Regions from separate parts of the Mus musculus genome. Here region 2 is linked to region 1. The links are chromatin contacts, called in public Hi-C maps. All regions are on one chromosome and are shown on one strand. Each heading gives the region's core, a stretch centred on a gene start, on an enhancer-like site or on the middle of the called end of the contact. The rest is flanking DNA. Distances are from core to core; before and after follow the strand shown. Region 1 holds the start of Fbxo40 (F-box protein 40). Region 2 overlaps Cd86 (CD86 antigen).

The links. A called contact is a pair of places that touch in the nucleus more often than the background predicts.
Region 2: a Hi-C map of embryonic stem cells shows a contact between it and region 1, with 3 times the contacts expected there. The contact joins the enhancer-like site here to the promoter of Fbxo40 in region 1. A contact is called at or near these places in 1 of 39 promoter capture datasets (pre-B cells), 2 of 484 Hi-C or Micro-C datasets (embryonic stem cells and pre-megakaryocyte-erythroid progenitors) and 1 of 115 datasets of contacts at active chromatin or transcription factors (microglia).

The regions. Positions count from the first base shown.
Region 1 is chr16:36,989,182-36,992,267 of GRCm38.p6, forward strand. Fbxo40 (F-box protein 40) reads right to left here and starts at 1,286. Exons shown (of 4, transcript NM_001358217.1): 1 at 923-1,286.
Region 2 is chr16:36,648,310-36,651,413 of GRCm38.p6, forward strand. All of the region lies in intron 1 of Cd86 (CD86 antigen), which reads right to left. Among named protein-coding and RNA genes, the nearest start is that of Cd86, 16 kb to the right of the region's middle. Within about 2 kb of position 1,487, at least 4 of the 459 cell types and tissues checked have an H3K27ac peak or open chromatin away from gene starts, as enhancers often do. A contact at or near this core is called in embryonic stem cells, where this site is marked.

The DNA of each region.
Region 1 (3,086 bases), core at 36-2,535:
ACATAAAGGATATTCTGCATATCAGGTATTTACATTATGGTTCACAACAGTAGCAAAATTACAGTTACAAAGTAGCAATGAAATAATTTTATGGGGGGGGGGGGTCACCACAACATGAGGAACTGTGTTAAAGGGTCACAGCATTAGGAAGGCTGAGATGCAGATATTCCAGGAGCTAGGAGTAGTCCATCTGCCTCTTAAGCTTTTAAAACCATGAATATCTTTCATCACTTCACTTCTGCTGCTCTGGGTGTACTCGCCTCAAGCTGGTCACAGTTTTGAGTTCGGGTGCCTAAGTCTGTGTATGATTTTCAGTTTTCACTTTCATGGCTGCTTCCCCCCGCCCCCCCCCCACACACCCCCAAGAGAAATGGGCGGGAAGGAATTGCCCTGAAGCAGTTTTGTTAGGCAAAACTGAGTTTCAGGTTGCAGGCAGAGTTTGAGCAGCCAGTGCTGTTGAAGTACCGCTGTGGTACATTAGACCGCGATGTGGCTCAGTAGATGGAATTTAAGCCTTGTGACCATGACTTGCAATTAAAGCCACAGAGGTGGTTGGAGAACAGCATTGCAGCGTTTGGACTAACCCTGGGTGTCTACTTTTTCCCTTACCACACACTGCCCTCCCCTGTCACCACTGTGTGACTAAGGTAGCACTGAATCGCTCTGGTTGACTGTAGTAGAAAACCTAAACCGGCAGAAGGCTGCTGACATTGCAAACTGCTGTAGGATTTAAAATCCAAAACACCTTACACATGGCCAGGGCTTTCCATTACCAACCTTTCCCCCATCACCCACATGTAACAAAGTTTAATAACCTACCTTCCACGGTACAAAGGAAATGCACAGTAAGCCTCGGTCCGGTCCACCCATTTATCATCTAAATAACCTGGGTCACACCTGCCGGTGTTTGAAAAAATCTTACCTAAACGGTACAAGCTGGCTCAGCATCCGCAGCTACCAGCCCTTTGCCGTTGATCAAGCAGGTCTGGAGGAGGTGGGTGCCGGTGCTTCCGCTGCAGCAGAGCACCCAAGTTCTGTTGGAAAGGCAAGCGAAAGGGAGAAAACGCCAACTGACATAGTTCAAGCGTTTCAAAGTTAAAAATAAAACTATATCACAGGGCAATGTGACCGGGCTCAGCTTACGACCTCTTTCGTCTCTGTAGGTTATCAACACTCAATGTCTAAGTGCTGGAGGGGCAGAGGAGAGCCCATGGGAAAGTAGCGCTTAGAGCAACCCCGGACTTTGTTTCACAGAGGAGGGAGGAAAGCCTTTGCAAGAAGGGTCAGAGCAAGGCCAACACAGCCTGAGTCCTGTGTGTGCCGTGGGCAGGTCCAGCTGTGTCCAGGAGCTGGGGGAGAAGCAGCTGGCCTCTTGCTCTAATTATAACCCTGTGTTCCACCCAAGCCCCTCACTGGCTGAAGTAGCAAGTTGTGCAAGGGACACAGTTCCATGCTTCTGCTTCTCCCGTTTCTTCTCAGGACAGGTTAGCATCTGCTTTCCTCTGGCCCTGGCCTTTCCCAGGTGGCAGAGAAAGGGAGAGTTTGTCATTCAGAAACAGTCAGTTAGCAAGTCCAAGGAACAGAAGTAGAAGTGGTAGGAGGCTTGGCTATCATTTAGTACAAGTTCCTTTTTACATGTGAAAAGACACAGGATCAGGGAAGGTGAACTATTACATCCATCACCACAAGGCTCAGAGCTAGAAGAAAGACTTCTCAAAGTCTGGGATTCTTCGTCGGATCCTTTTCAAGATAGTTCTTTCAACCTCTTCTTTGAAAAAAAAAATAACGTGAATATTATCTAGTGCATCAAACTGCTCAGTGTGGCTCCCTTTTGAATGTGGGTGGATCTTCAGAGTAAAGAGATGAGTTTATATGTTCTGCTGTGATGAGCAAGCCGTCTCTGAAATTCCCTCCACCCCGTTCTCTCATGCACATTTGTTTATGTGGGCAAGCTCATCTGGGTGAAAAGCCAGACAATAGAAATGATAACATTGTATCCATCTTGTGTTGCAGCACTTCACTGTCTTTGTAACAAAGTTTTCTTGCAGATTCCTTAGGTTGTAGATGATGTCTCAGTCACTTCCTTTCCAGACTGGCTGCCTTTTCTTTTCTTCCTTCCCCCTGTGCCTGGCCTGGAATGTCCTGCACTGTGTTGAACAGGGGCAGCAACAGGGGCTGTCCTGACTTGTCCTGGACAGCCCCTCCTTCATTGGTAAGTTGATAAGTCACCTGTGGAGTTTTTAGTGAATGAATACAAGTACCCTGTGAATCTCTCAGGCAGCTTTTGGCAGGTGGAGGCAGGGAATTAGTAGTTAGTGTCTAGTTTAGTGTCTGTTCTCATCATGAAAGGCTGCGGACTTTTACCAGATGGTCTCTCTGTAGCTCTTGTATTGCATTGATTGGTGTTTCTGTATTGAACCAAACTTCCATTTTTGGCTAAGCCTCATTTGGTCTGGTGCATAGCTTTGTTACTATTGCCATGATGGAACACCATGACCAAAAGCAACTTGGAGAGGAAAGGGTTTATTTCTTATTTATTCAAATGAGAGTTTCTTCCTTGATTGTTTCTCCATGTGTGATGCTGGGGTCTGAACCCAGGCCCTGGCCCTCAGCGGCCAAGAACTGCATTACCATCCCCAGCTTGTCCTCAATTGATTTTCATTTCTAAGTGGAGGAGCAAGTGATGGTTTGTTTAAACTTTGCTGTCTATGAGGAAGGAGGGCTGGCTATCTGATGTGGCATCCATTTAGTTAATCCTGTTATGCTTTAGCATGTGCTTGGAAAGAGTGTGTGTGTGTGTGTGTGTGTGTGTGAGTGTGTGTGTGTGTGTGTGTGTGTGTGTGATATTTTAACTCTTTGAGAATTCGTACGGTGTATTTTGATCACATTTGCTCTTCTCCTGCCTCTTCCTCCCATGTCTACCCTCTTTTGCCCTCACCTCTCTACCCACCCAAGTGTGAATTTCCCTTTTCTTTTGGAAACCCACATCATGTCTAGTTTGTGTTTCCCTACTACTCTAGGGTGTGGGTCCTGCTCTGAACTGTGGTTTTATATAACCCAGGCTGGCTGATGATGATCTAGAACTT
Region 2 (3,104 bases), core at 237-2,736, 340 kb before region 1:
ACATGGAGAAAACTTAAATGTTTGCAACTTGAGTAGAGAAGCCAATCTGAACAGCCTACATACTATACAGTTCCAATAGCATGATATCATGAAAAAGAAAACACATGGAGACCGTAAGATACAAAGGTGGGGGAATAAACAGATGGTGCATACCATCATGTATGATAGGGTAATGGCGGTCATGGCAGTACACATTTGATAAACCCATGTAACGCATAAGAAAGAAACTTAGTCTTCTAAATCATGAGCTTGGTCAATACTAATGTCTTAACACCTGTTGATTGGTCCTAACAACTATACTACCCACTGAAGATGGTAATAGTAGAGGAAGCTGGGTGCTTGGTAGATACAGCGAGGTGGGAATTCTCTGTACTATCTGCTCAATTAAGGAAAAAAAAGAATCTAAACTGTTCTAAAAATAAAAGCTATTAATTTAAAGACACACACACACTAACCACACATACTGATTCCTGGCAAAGCGACTAAATCAATAATGTGACATTTTAGCTCCTGCACTGGTGGGAAAGTGAATTAGCATTCGAAGGCTCACTTCCCCATGGTCCACTCAGGGCATCAAAATGCCATGCATACAGCCTCTCTGAGAAAAATCTCCAATGTTGTATTTATAGCTGCTCTCGATAATTTATGCATATTTCTGGTGCAGAACCATAAACCTATGTCAATTCCTTAAGTAAGTGAAAGAAAAAAAAAACCCACCATTTTCTGTGGGTCAGATACATTTAAGAAAAGTAAAAGTTCCAAGTATCTATCTTTCTCCCTCTCCCTCGCTCTCTCCCTGCCCCCTCCCTCTCTTTCTCCCTCCCCTCTCCCTCTCCATCTCTCTCTCTCTTTCTTTCTCTCTCTAGAGGTACACTATTAGAAATGTGGTAGATTTCTCTTTGAGAGAGGATGCTTTCTTTGTCTATCCCATGAGCACATCTTATATAGTTAAAAGCATTTGAGGTTTCCGTTTTTCTTTCCCGGTATTTTTTTTCAGCCTTTATTTTTGTTGTACAAGTAAGTCACTGACATAGGAAGGGACCCTCTTTTTCATAAGCTCCAAACAGATTTCTGCACTCCCCACCCCACCACCTCCCGATCTGCCCCACTAGCCCCATGCTGGCTTCTCTGTTTCCTTAGCTGTCCTTTATTCACTTTCTTGTGATGCAAATTTACACTCATTAATCATTCGGTCTAGGAAACCAATGTCTATTGTCTGTCAGATGCATTCTAACAGTTTCTGAACCTAATACCTACCACCCAGACCCAGGGACATACTTCACCTGGATGTTCTCAAGGGAGAAATCAGAAAAGGCAAGCCACCTAGGGTATTTGCAGGGAGTTTTCAATTGAGTGCAAAGACTCTGTTTTCTTCCCCACACACGATAGCTTCAAAACCTATAAACTTTAACAGCAGCCTACAATTAGGTGAACTGAAGACATCGTTCACTTTACTGAGGGGACTTATATTAAAACCTGGAGCTCATGGTTGAGTAGATAAAAATTGCTGTGGGGGTGTGTATACTCCAGGCAGGGTGCGGCTGAGCTGGAGCGTCTGCAGAGATGTAGTTACATTAATGCTATAGGCAGCAGAGAATATGAGAAGGGTTGGCCTGGTGGACCTCGGGCTAGTGACTATAGCTGCAGCAGATGAGGCCTGAGATCCCAACATCCAGGGTCTGAGGGAGGGAGGATTGCAGCCTGGTGAAGACACAGCAGAATAGAATGGGGGCTCCTGGGAAGCGTGTGTAAAGCACCCCACTGGTTCATAGGAAACAAGACAGACCATAGGTCAGGGAAGCAAGGATAAGGTTGAGAAGGACCATGTGGGGAGTAATGGGGAGATCACCAGTCACCCCAGGGACACTGGAGACCAACCAGGGTATTCTAAGAAGACATTCAAGGGACTTTTCCTATCTTGCCTGCCTTACTGGGCATCCAGACATGTCGTGGAAGGAGCTACTCAGGACCTTGGGTTAACTGCAGACTCTAGAGACACACAGAGGCACACACAGGCCTGATTTCTCTTTATTCCTTTGTATTCCTGAAATGTTTTCTGTCTTCCAACAATACATGACATCAAAGATGTCATTACACCATTTGAGATATCTGGCCTTGGGCCCAAGGAGAGCTGGAGAAGAATAGTCCCTGCCCTCTTGGGACCTGGAGCTGAAGCAGGAAACCTGTCCCCATCCAGCAAGGTCAGGTGTCTGACCAGGTGATTGTGAACATGCCTGGGGACTAAGAAAACTCAGGCTCTGCATACCGAGTGCCCTCTTGGCTTATCCATTCTGAGAAATTGCCATTTCCCTCAGACCCTCTTTTAGAAAACGCAGAATGAGGTAATATTCTAAATGTCAAAGTTGCTGGAAGACATCGGTCCATGTTTTTTCTTTACAGAGGAGGGCAGAACATGCATAACAAAAGTAACACATTTTTTGAAATGACAGTATATTTCAAATTTGAGGAAGCCAGGATTTTTGAAAGTACCTTATGCAAAAATATCTGGGCAGGGGTCTAAATAAGATGTGAATGGTAAAGTAAAATAAAATAGGTCGGGGCACATAGAACACAGACTATATAAATGACTAAATTTTTTAAAGCTATTTTTTTAAGCTTCTATTTCACCACAGGGGTGGGAGAAGGACCTCTGAAGATCCTAAAGCTCACTTCTGCATGACATCTTTAAAGCCAGAAGCAATGAGCGGGACATTGGTGAACCCTTTGTATGTGCATTCACACACCTGGATTTAGTTTTCAAGTTAGTGGTGCAGGACCACTGAGGTGGTTTTTAATTAATTAGTTAGTTATTAGTTAGTTAGTTAATTAATTCATGAAAACTTTTGCAGCTCCTTTCTACTCCCTTCACACTCTTCTATCTTCTTAGAAGATTCCATTGGATGATGCTACTTAGAAGAGATCTTGATGAAATCCACAGTCACTCATCCTGAGCCTCACTTCTGAAGAGGGCTTCCCTTTAAGCTCTCTTTAGACTGAAAACAATCAGAAACAAGCCTTACACCGGGTGGTGCTCTTGTAATGGGAAAAGCTGAGATTTTGAAGGACATTTCTAAACCAACCGTGACCTTTGTGTGTCTTGTCCT